Regions from separate parts of the Mus musculus genome. Here region 1 is linked to region 2. A link is a contact called in public HiChIP or PLAC-seq data. All regions are on one chromosome and are shown on one strand. The core of a region is the stretch at or near the end of the contact, and the rest is flanking DNA. Distances in the headings are between cores, read along the strand shown. Region 1 holds the start of E130114P18Rik (RIKEN cDNA E130114P18 gene). Region 2 has its middle 23 kb from the start of Gm40207.

Region 1 (4,901 bases), core at 2,265-4,764, 150 kb before region 2:
CTGGGCCTGGTCAGAGGTACACACGTGAAGGGATGGAGGACTCTCTGAACAAGCCCTTACGTGTTAACTTCCCCTTTACCAGTTAACCAACCACCTGCTCTTGTCACACCATACTTTCCTATGCACTTCATCTTCTACTGTTCTGTAGTACGGGGGGCGGGGGGAGGCGGGGGGACTTACACAGACACCAAGAACTCTCTAAAATAACCAGCCAATTCTTATTCAGGGCAAGGCAGTGGGCAGAATGAGGTCAAACGAGGTACTTTTCTGCCTGGCTTCTAGATCACCACCCTGTAAATATACACAGTGCAGTAAGACTCTGTAAGATCGGTTTACTTGTGTTATGTCATTAATTTTGGGTGATTGGGTGACATAAGACCAACCTTTATTCTCTTGTCCTGATCTACCGTCTAATTCCCTGACTTGCATCTATCTCATAATATAAGCCCATCTGGAGCACGCAGACTTGCTGTCACAAGAAGAAAGAACCCATTCTTGTCTGGAGGCTAGGGAATCCCAAAGTGGCCTTGGGAATCCTGTTAGATTAACTCATTCACTTGTTTTGAGTTACTTCTCTATTTGATACGAGTGCTGGCATATCTGAGCCAAACTCAGAGAGAGGAACAGCATAAGGGCTACCAGTGTCTAGTTCTAACTTCCAAATTAGCGCCTCTTGCCTTTTCCTTTGTAGCTTCCCATTCTTTACTCCACTTCACAGGACTATCCTGGGATGATGGTCTTAATGTGAACTTTCATGCCTCCGTTATAAGCCCCCCTTTGGTTTGGGACTACCCCACTTAAATGTGTCCACTTATAACTCCCAGCTGCAGATTCTCTTCTCACTATACTCACATGTGCACACAGGAAATACTCACCGATACATTTGCACGCTCGTGGGAGTTCACAGGCTGCCACACACCCTCGCTGTATGTATGTAAGCACCCAGAAAGAACAATGAATTGTAAAAACTGTCCCGTTGCGTTTGCAATCTAGAGTGAGTTACTGAGTGCTGATAAGTAAAGGAAGTATAACCAGACAGCTTAATCCTCCAATTTCCTGTCTTCTAATCAGCCCCTGATTCTCTTGGTTTTAAATTAGAAACACTCCTGACAATATTCAGGACAGGTGAAGGAAACTCAACTAGAAAATAAGGAAGGACAAAGCATTTATTTCACTGTCTAAAGTTCACAGGAGAAATATGACCGTAACAACAGGAAATCAAGATTTTTTAGAACGATAGCAGAAGAGCAGAGGCTAGCTGAAGCAGCCAATCACATTTCTGAATGAAGCACATTTGGATCATAATTAGATTTAAGGAGAAAAAAAAAAAAAGGAACCACTCTAATGTATTTGCTGCTCTCTAAGAACAGCGAATTGTATTTGAAAAGCAGGACTGACCTCAAAGAAAACGATAAGGATACATTCTTAATGTATGTGGAAGAAAATAAAAAAGTCAACCCTACCACCTCATTTGGATTTTTCTTAGAATCTATTACTGAGAGAAAAAGAATGTTTTGAGGGCATAGAAACATCTGAGGTTGGTGGATATTCTTAGAAATGATATGGTTACATACAATGGTGGGTTGTAGTTAAAGTTGTTCATTTAATAATTAGCTCAGATCAGGCCAGTTTGCTGTATAAAGATATTTTAGAAGAGCATAAAAATGCATTAAATTCAAGGTCTATACATAGGTATTCCATGGACTTTCTAAAATTAGCCCAGTTACTGAGACTACCTTACACTTTATTATTTCCTGGTTCTCTTCGTTTTTGAATCTTTTCATTTATTACCATTTAAGCAATTTCCAATATTTCAGTCATTATGTTGAAAGGCTAGTGCCAATTCCTAGAAAAATCTTCACTAGGCAGTACCTTCAAAGGCACGCAGAAAACAGTCATTTGGAAAAGTTGCTCAGTTGACAATCATTTAAAAGTTGAAATGGGAAATGTGGCTCACAACATGAATTCAAGCAAGCACAGGCAAGAGGTTTCCATGAACCTGGAGCTTCGAGCCATTGTGGAAGTAGACTGCACATTGATGGCTTCTAATTGGTAAGCAGAATAAAGCAGGTTTCACAGAAACATGTTTTTACATGCATATTTAGAAAATAGATATTTATACTGCAAGGCATACCAGATCCTTCTTGCCCAAGCATGTTACTGTTAAAACAAGTTTGAGTTGTAAACAATTGGGTTAAACAACAATTATTGACTGAAAAATAATGTATTAATTTCTAAAAAGAAAAATTTGTCACAAAATAAGTGGTTGGGAATTTGACCTGAGTAACAGCTGGTTGCAGCATCACCCAGGACTTTTTTTTTTTTTTTTTGCTTTAGACATCATAAATCTTAAATTTGAATGATAGAAGAAAGACACGTGTATTTTTGAAATTCACAGACAAATTTTCCCATAATCAACCCTGTCCCCTTGTCGCTAACTTAGTGTGACCAGGAGAAGAATTATTCTGCCTTCGTTTTGAAGCTGTATGGGGAGAATGGAGGTGTTCTAAGAGAGGAGAGTCCCTTCTGGAGCATACGTATGCGTTTGAGGCATTTCAGATTCATTTGGAGCGAAGAAAAATTTTGCAAGTACTCTCTTTAGTTTTCTGTCGGAAAGTTTCAACTAGAGATGTCACAACACAGTGAGATGAAGTTGATACGCAATATCTATTTCTTGATTTACATGATTAAAGCATTAGAGAAGTGGCTCAGATATCAAAAGATTTCTCATAAGTGGCCGTGCCAAAGGTAATTACTGTTAGAATGTGCATGCTTGAACCCAGTTGCCTGTCAACCTCTCAGTTGTTTACAACTTGGTGGCTTTGAATAAAAGTTTTCATTACACGCTGGGGTAGCCCATGCACCTTCTTCTTTTTTTTTTTTTTTTCACCACTTTCATATAAAAACTATCTTTCTAATTTCTTATCTCCAATAGCCTTCGGGAAAGTGTTAACTTTTAATTTTAAGAAGTGATGCTGGAGATGTCCCATGTCAGTATTTTTCATCATAAAATAGCTGTTTTTTTTTTTTAAAGTGGAAGTAGTCTTTTAAAGACAATGCTAAAACTTATACCCATAAGAAATGTTGGTTACGTCATGCAAATGCTTTCCAGCTAGTTATTAGAAAGGGCACAAAACTCCACTGTAAGCCAGGGCAGTTATGGGGGGAGGGGAGGAAAAGGAAGGGGGAGAGGGCTTGTTATTCTTAATCTTTTATTGACTGGTTTCTTTTATCCTAGTGTGTCCTTATTATTTAGAAAAAAAAAATTAAAAAGTGACCCAGAGCTCCACCCATTTGCACCTAAATCCTGGAATAGGTGATGACCTCGTACAACCTGGCTCAGCACATGCCCCCAAACTAAAACAAACAAACTCATTTGCCATACAAATTGTTTACGATTCATTAAAAAGCAAAATTGCATATCCCGGAGCTGGCAGCTGAGGCCGAGTCTCCATGGGCGGAGGGGGCATTCACTGAGTTGCCTTTGTATGCCGGGAGGACCAAGCCGGAGGTTCCCACTATGAGCCTGGAGTCTGAGCAGCCAGATGACACAGGAGGTAATTTTTAAAGCTTTATTTGCCTTTAATGTGAAATTCAGATCTTGAACTGTCTTTTGCTAGAGGAACGATGTAAACCAGGAGTTTTCTTTTCCTTTTTTTTCACTTTGGAAAAATTGTTTGGGCTAGTAAGGTGGCGATCTTGTGGGTGAAGGAGTGAGGGCTATTCAAGGAGAGAGAACTAAAGAAATAAAATGTAAAATTTGTATTCTTTTCATTAGTTGTTTCATCCTTCAGAAAAGCTTTTCCTTAGTTTGCCACCAAAACTGGAAAATTTACATCAGAATTATTTGTAACTGGTAGGTCTAAAATTCTATGGTGTGCAATTGCCCTTAAGGGAACTAAAATTTTGATTTATTTCCTGTGGTATTTCCTACATCTTCTCTAAAGAGCTTGTAGATTTCTCACCCCTTATTCAAAGCAAAAATCAAGAGGCACTGAAGTCCCGAGAAACTTCTTTTCAGTATGCAGCCTAAACAGCAGCGTGTGAGCTTTCTGTATTGTTTATCTTGAGTCAAATGCATTGCTAAGTGTTCCCACCACTTTTATACACTATATTCCCTGTGGTAAAACATCTGCAAAATAATTTTAGATGAAGAGCAACTTCCAAGTAAACTTTACAGAAAAGAAATTACAGTTTTCCAAACTAGGAAAGAGAGAGAGAGAAAGAACGCGCTTGCTCTAGAGAAGCCTTTGGTGATATTTGCAAGAAATAAAAAAGATGACAGGATTTACCATTAACAGTCTATAAAATCTAGGACCGCCTAAGTACAGTAAGGGAAAAGAATGTTTTTCCCGAGAGCAGGTCCCCCCCCCCTTTTTTTCAAGCTTACAACTTAGCGTAGAAAATAATTGCCAATCTAATCAGTAAATTCATTTGTAGTGCTTAACAAGCTGTGTGAATCGAAGCAATATGACCATCTCATACAAGCAAACCTTGTTCTTGCTGGCAGAAAGTCTAATGGGAAAATAAATGCCTTGAATACGCTCAGGGTCGTAAGAGATAGAGGACTGCGAATCTCATTAGCCAAAAGCGCTCTGTGATACTGTTCTGTAGCCACTGGTAAAGTTTCAGACGTCTAGGTAAGAAATTACGAGAGAAAATAGACAAGTACACACATACCCACAACTACTTTTACTCAAGTCCTTGGAATGGACATACTGAGTCCCAGGCAGCAGCCGAATAGAATCCTGCAGTAGCTCACTTTTAAAAGTCTCAGTCTTCCGAATTCCTACGCCTTGCCAAAAGGATAGCACCATTTGTCCAGGAAGGGAGAGTGCTTTTTTCTGTAGATCGTACAGTGAACCATGCCCTGTTTTGAAATCCCAGTCCTCAGACTCCCC
Region 2 (4,859 bases), core at 955-3,454:
TGGCTAGAAAAAGTTACCCCTTCTTCTGTGCTTGTTCAAAATGAGTACTAACTTCGAACATAAGGATTATGTGAGAGTGTGTGACATGTGTGTTCCTAAACTTCTGTAAATGTAATTTAAGAATAGCAACTGTTTTGAAGTGGGCACTTGGTAAAATTAATGTCAGTGTGAAGGATTGAATTCTTGTTCTCTGAGTGGAGGAACTCTACAATTTGATCACTCTCTGATCCTCACAAGTATTCCAGACTGTGGCAACACAATGGCCATTTATATCTTTGCTCTCAGATAAGACAGAGTTTTGGCCAGATGCCTAACAATAGGGTGGACATAAATTAGCAGTAGAGCAATTTACAGTCTGCCATGTCTTATTGCTTAATGAATTTGTCAAAAATCATATTACTCTGAGAATTATGGCAGGCAGGGTCCATGAGACTTCTGTCTTTAAGAGGGAGATTATTTTACTTCATTTAAGCAAAACTGTCCCCTTTCCTTTTTCTGATGCAGACAGCAAAATCTCTGAGCTTGTCTGCTTATTTATCAAATCTCTGTTGAGCTTCCTTTGCATTCGAAGTATCAGGATGACCTTGGCCAGTTTGCAAATCTCCAATTCCAGTCTACACCTGCTGTTAGAGCCAAATAGGATTGGGGAGCCCATCTTAAACTCTTGATTCTGTGCTAATATGACATCATGGATTTCTGGCTTATGTTCAACTTAGACTTTGTTACTTATTTTTCAAATAAAGCTAAAGCCTTGTTCTTCCCAGGCACAACTGCTTTAGCTCAGCCCTGGTTTCTCCCCAGTCTTTCTTCCTTCTGTTTTCTTTTATTATCCATTCATTTGCTGCTCAAACCTCTCCCAGTCTTTATTATGTCCTGCTTCTGAGGCTGAATGTCACCTTTAAAAGATGGTCATTCACAAGGTAAGACACCAGATGATTAGTTTTTTTTTCTTTGAACATTACTTTCTTCATTTGCAAAATGGAATTAATAAGCACTAACTCATGTAGCAAGTATGGAAAGTAACATGCCTAGCTTTCATCTAACCTTCTGTCCATCCAAAACTCACTCAGTCATTTGCAAACATTACTATAGTAGCTCACATGAACCAGGCCCAATGGTTGGCATTTGGAATCCATCACTGAACTCTAGACACTGTTGTCAAAGAGTTCAGATTCTATTGGAATGGGCAAAATAAAAGACAACTCAAAATGGATATGCAAGTGAGTGTGGTGATGGAGAGAGACATTGTCTGACTAGGAGACCGTTTCACAGCCATCTTCACAGTACTTAAGAATGTGTGGGAGGGCCACTGGGACTCTGCTCCTGAGTAGACAGCTGCTTTTGGATTTGAAGGAAAACTGATGATGGGCTGCAGGTGGGAGTGACAGACCAACCATAGCAGGGCATTAGCAGCAATGATTACTATTGTTTCCATCACTATCTTCTCTTTCAGTTTCTTTCTCATGCCCTCACCTATTTGGTTTTACCTTCAGACTTCTATTTTGTACCTTGTTCATCTTACAGTTTTAGAGGGATGGGACTTGTAACTATAGATCAGCTGGTAGCCACTTAAAACATTGTAGGTTTGTTTTTTTTAATATTTTCAGTTGCACTGGAGATCAAACCCAGGGCTGGCATATGTGAGTCAAATGCACTACCACTGATCTATTATCCTAAACCCCAGTTGGACTTTTTTAACCCCATGATTTACTTGAGAGAACATTTCCCAGTGGCTCCCTGGACATATGGAAGAGCTGTGGCTAGTTTGCAAACTGATGAGGGCTGTCCCAGTGAGATGGCACATGTCACAAGGCAGTTCCCTGGCCAATTTTCTGAGCTGTCTGGTTGGCCAAGTGGAAGCAGGCCAGCTACTCACAGTTAACTGTGATTCTGCCCTCCAACCCCCGACCATTTCATTTCAATCTCTTTGTTCCAAGCAACTGAAGAGCTAATGGCTGGCGAATTTATGATGACCTGTTGTTTGGCTTGTGGAATAAACCAATTCTTTTCCTTTCTGCGTTCTGACTTTCCCCTTTGTCTGCAATTTTATTTTATAATTCTTTTTGTACATATCCAACACATGCTGAGGTTATTGAAAAGCACAAATTACACAGAATTCAATTTGCATATCTATGGAGCATCCATTCCCAGAGTCCTCAGTAGGCAAAATGCCCATTGACTCTTACCTTCTTTCCTTTGCTCCTCCTTGGCAAGAAAACCAGCAGGCTGCCCCTTGCTGGTCTTGGCAGTCCTAGCAAATGGTCGTCAGGAGTGGTTCCGACAATTTTGCAACACAGGACAGCAGGCTGCACTTTGCAAAGTTACAGTCAGGTCAAGTCCCCCAGGAGCCTGAGAGGACAAGGTCAAGGAAGAAAGGCCAAACAACAACATCTTGAGACCAGTTTAGCACTGCTACTGCTGAGAAAGTTCAGACAGAGCTAACAGCATTAGGTATGAATCCTAATGCTGTTATTTGCTGAGTATTTGCTTTTATTTACTTTTCATTGAACTTCTTGAGATGGTTTTAGGTTCACATGAAGTTATAAAAACGAATGCAGAGGCCCAGGTATGATGGCATATGTCTATAATCCATGCTACATTGAGAGTGGGGAGCTGTCTCAGGAGTATTGCTATTTCAAGCTCAGCTTACACAGTAACTTCAAGGCCAACCTGAACTCTATGGCAAGACTACTTAAAAATAACAGTAAAGACATAATACAGAAGTTTAGGGACTGTCCATCCATCATTTGTTCTCAGGTTTTACCATTATTGTCTCATGTAACGGAGGTTGGCCTTGAAATAGTTATGTAACAAAGAATGACTGTAAAGTTCTAATCTTCCTACTTCTCCTTCCTGAATTCCTATAGTCCAGGTATACATCATAACATCTGATTTTACATAGCACTGATAATGTACAGGGCTTTGCACATTAGACAAGAATTCTAAGAACTGAGAAACACCACCAGACCACTTCTCATAGTGTTTTATAAGTTATTAAAATAGAACCCTGTAGTAGGCCTTGTACTAATTATATTTTTATATTTTTCTGGTATTCAGTGTCTTGCTGTTGGAAAGTTCCTTTCCTGTTTCTTTATTTTCCATTTCTTTCCCAACTTGTTTCTTTCCTCTTTCCCTTCCTTGGTTTTCTATCCATAAAGAAATGTGCACTGAATGTGTTCATAGGAGGTCTTTGCAGTTGTCTTTGATCATTTCCCAAGAGACCATTCCTTAGGAGTGAACATTTAGGGATGTATAGGCTTTATGGGTTTTGATAAAACACAAGCCATATTATTAAGAAGCAAAAGACGATTTCCATCAAGTTCTAGGAGACTGGGATGTATAGCATTGGCTATAGTCAGTAATCCCTGGGTGGTGGGATGTCTGTTAGATCCCTTATGCTCAATAACTCAAAAAGATGTAACCTATCCCTGGGTCTGGGGTGTTGTTTTGTTAGCATTTGATGTTTAGTTGAGATTTTATTGTCTCTCCATTATGTGTTGATTCCATTTAAATTCCCGTCGTACATGTATTTATTTTAGGAAACTTCTATAGTAGTGGATTTCTATATGACTTTTCAAAAGTCTTTAGTATTAGTTGTCCCTTTCCATATTACCCACTTCACCCTTCCATCTCATCCCCCTTTCCATTTTCCTTTATCATTTTCTACACTATATTCTATTTTTCATTATTTGGAATATACTCTCTCCCTCCCTGGATTCTTACAGCTACACAATCTCTGTGGATACTCTGGATAAAGCTTGAAACCTAATATTCCCACAAAAGGGAAACATGTAATATTTGTCTTTCTGAATCTGTGTTACAGTATTTAAGATGATTGTTTTTACATCTATATACTTACCTACAAATTTCCTTTTTCTTACCAGCTGAATAGTATTCCATTGTTTAAATGTATTTTATTTTCAATATATACTTATCAATGAAAGGTTATCTAGGGTAAGACCTAGCTAGTATTCAGAGGGGAATTGCCCCTCCCTACTATTTAAATAGAATATCAATATGTAATCTCAGCTGACTTTTACTAAGATCTATTCCTACTTCAGAATCATGAGTCCTAGGATTATAGGCCTATGCTATAATGCCTGATTATCAAAATGTAGACTTTTGGGATGCATAATAGATTTACCAAATTAAGATCTTTTTAGGTTCGTACCTAAACAACCAGTACTTCTAATCCACAGTGAGGCTTGAGAATCAGTCATGATTGAGTTTTAATTAAACTTGTGTTACTATGTGTTGACAGGACAATATGTCTAAAAAATAAAGAAATCTTCATGTGAAGTTAATTTGACCAATCAAGAAACAGATCCCCCACACTATTGAAGTCACTCTTGAGTAACTCGCTGTAAGGTTGTATAAATATTGAAGTGCACACAGAAAAGGGTAAACAGTTTTCATGGTGATTAGTATAGTTTAAGGAACTATGATATCACTACTTGAAACAGAAGGATAAACAGATGAATGAGTTGCTGAGATGAGATACCAAGATTTCCTTCTTAACTTCCCCCTGCAGGACCTGGCAGCACAGCTTGAAGACTTGGGGTAGAGAAACTCTTATGCTTAGAGAATTTCATCTCTAAGATGTCTGTGAGTAATATCTCCAGCATGAGAGATATTGGGAGATGGTGCATATTTCAACAGTCAGATTGTAGTTCTTTGATTTTGTCAGTTAGATAGCTACATGGTGCTAGAGAATTCTTAATAGAGACAACTAATGGTTAGAGTTTCACCTTGTTCATCATCTTCTTCGTCATTAGTCGTAGTGTTGGGTGGATAGCAAGATGAATCTGAGTCTTGACTCTATTATTCATTTCATGGTTGAAGTGAGTACTATTCATTTT

The links. HiChIP or PLAC-seq counts read pairs in DNA pulled down with a chosen protein or histone mark.
Region 1: an H3K27ac HiChIP or PLAC-seq map of neural progenitor cells shows a contact between it and region 2, with 3 times the contacts expected there. The contact joins the promoter of E130114P18Rik here to the enhancer-like site in region 2. A contact is called at or near these places in 3 of 484 Hi-C or Micro-C datasets (cerebellum, muscle stem cells and stem cell-derived neural progenitor cells) and 4 of 115 datasets of contacts at active chromatin or transcription factors (embryonic forebrain, neural progenitor cells and stem cell-derived neural progenitor cells).

What each region holds. Positions count from the first base shown.
Region 1 is chr4:97,583,204-97,588,104 of GRCm38.p6, reverse strand. E130114P18Rik (RIKEN cDNA E130114P18 gene) reads left to right here and starts at 3,514. Exons shown (of 3, transcript NR_015513.2): 1 at 3,514-3,557. It also overlaps a transcript of Nfia not described here.
Region 2 is chr4:97,436,841-97,441,699 of GRCm38.p6, reverse strand. No RefSeq gene overlaps it. Among named protein-coding and RNA genes, the nearest start is that of Gm40207, 23 kb to the right of the region's middle. Within about 2 kb of position 2,204, at least 13 of the 459 cell types and tissues checked have an H3K27ac peak or open chromatin away from gene starts, as enhancers often do. A contact at or near this core is called in cerebellum and neural progenitor cells, where this site is marked.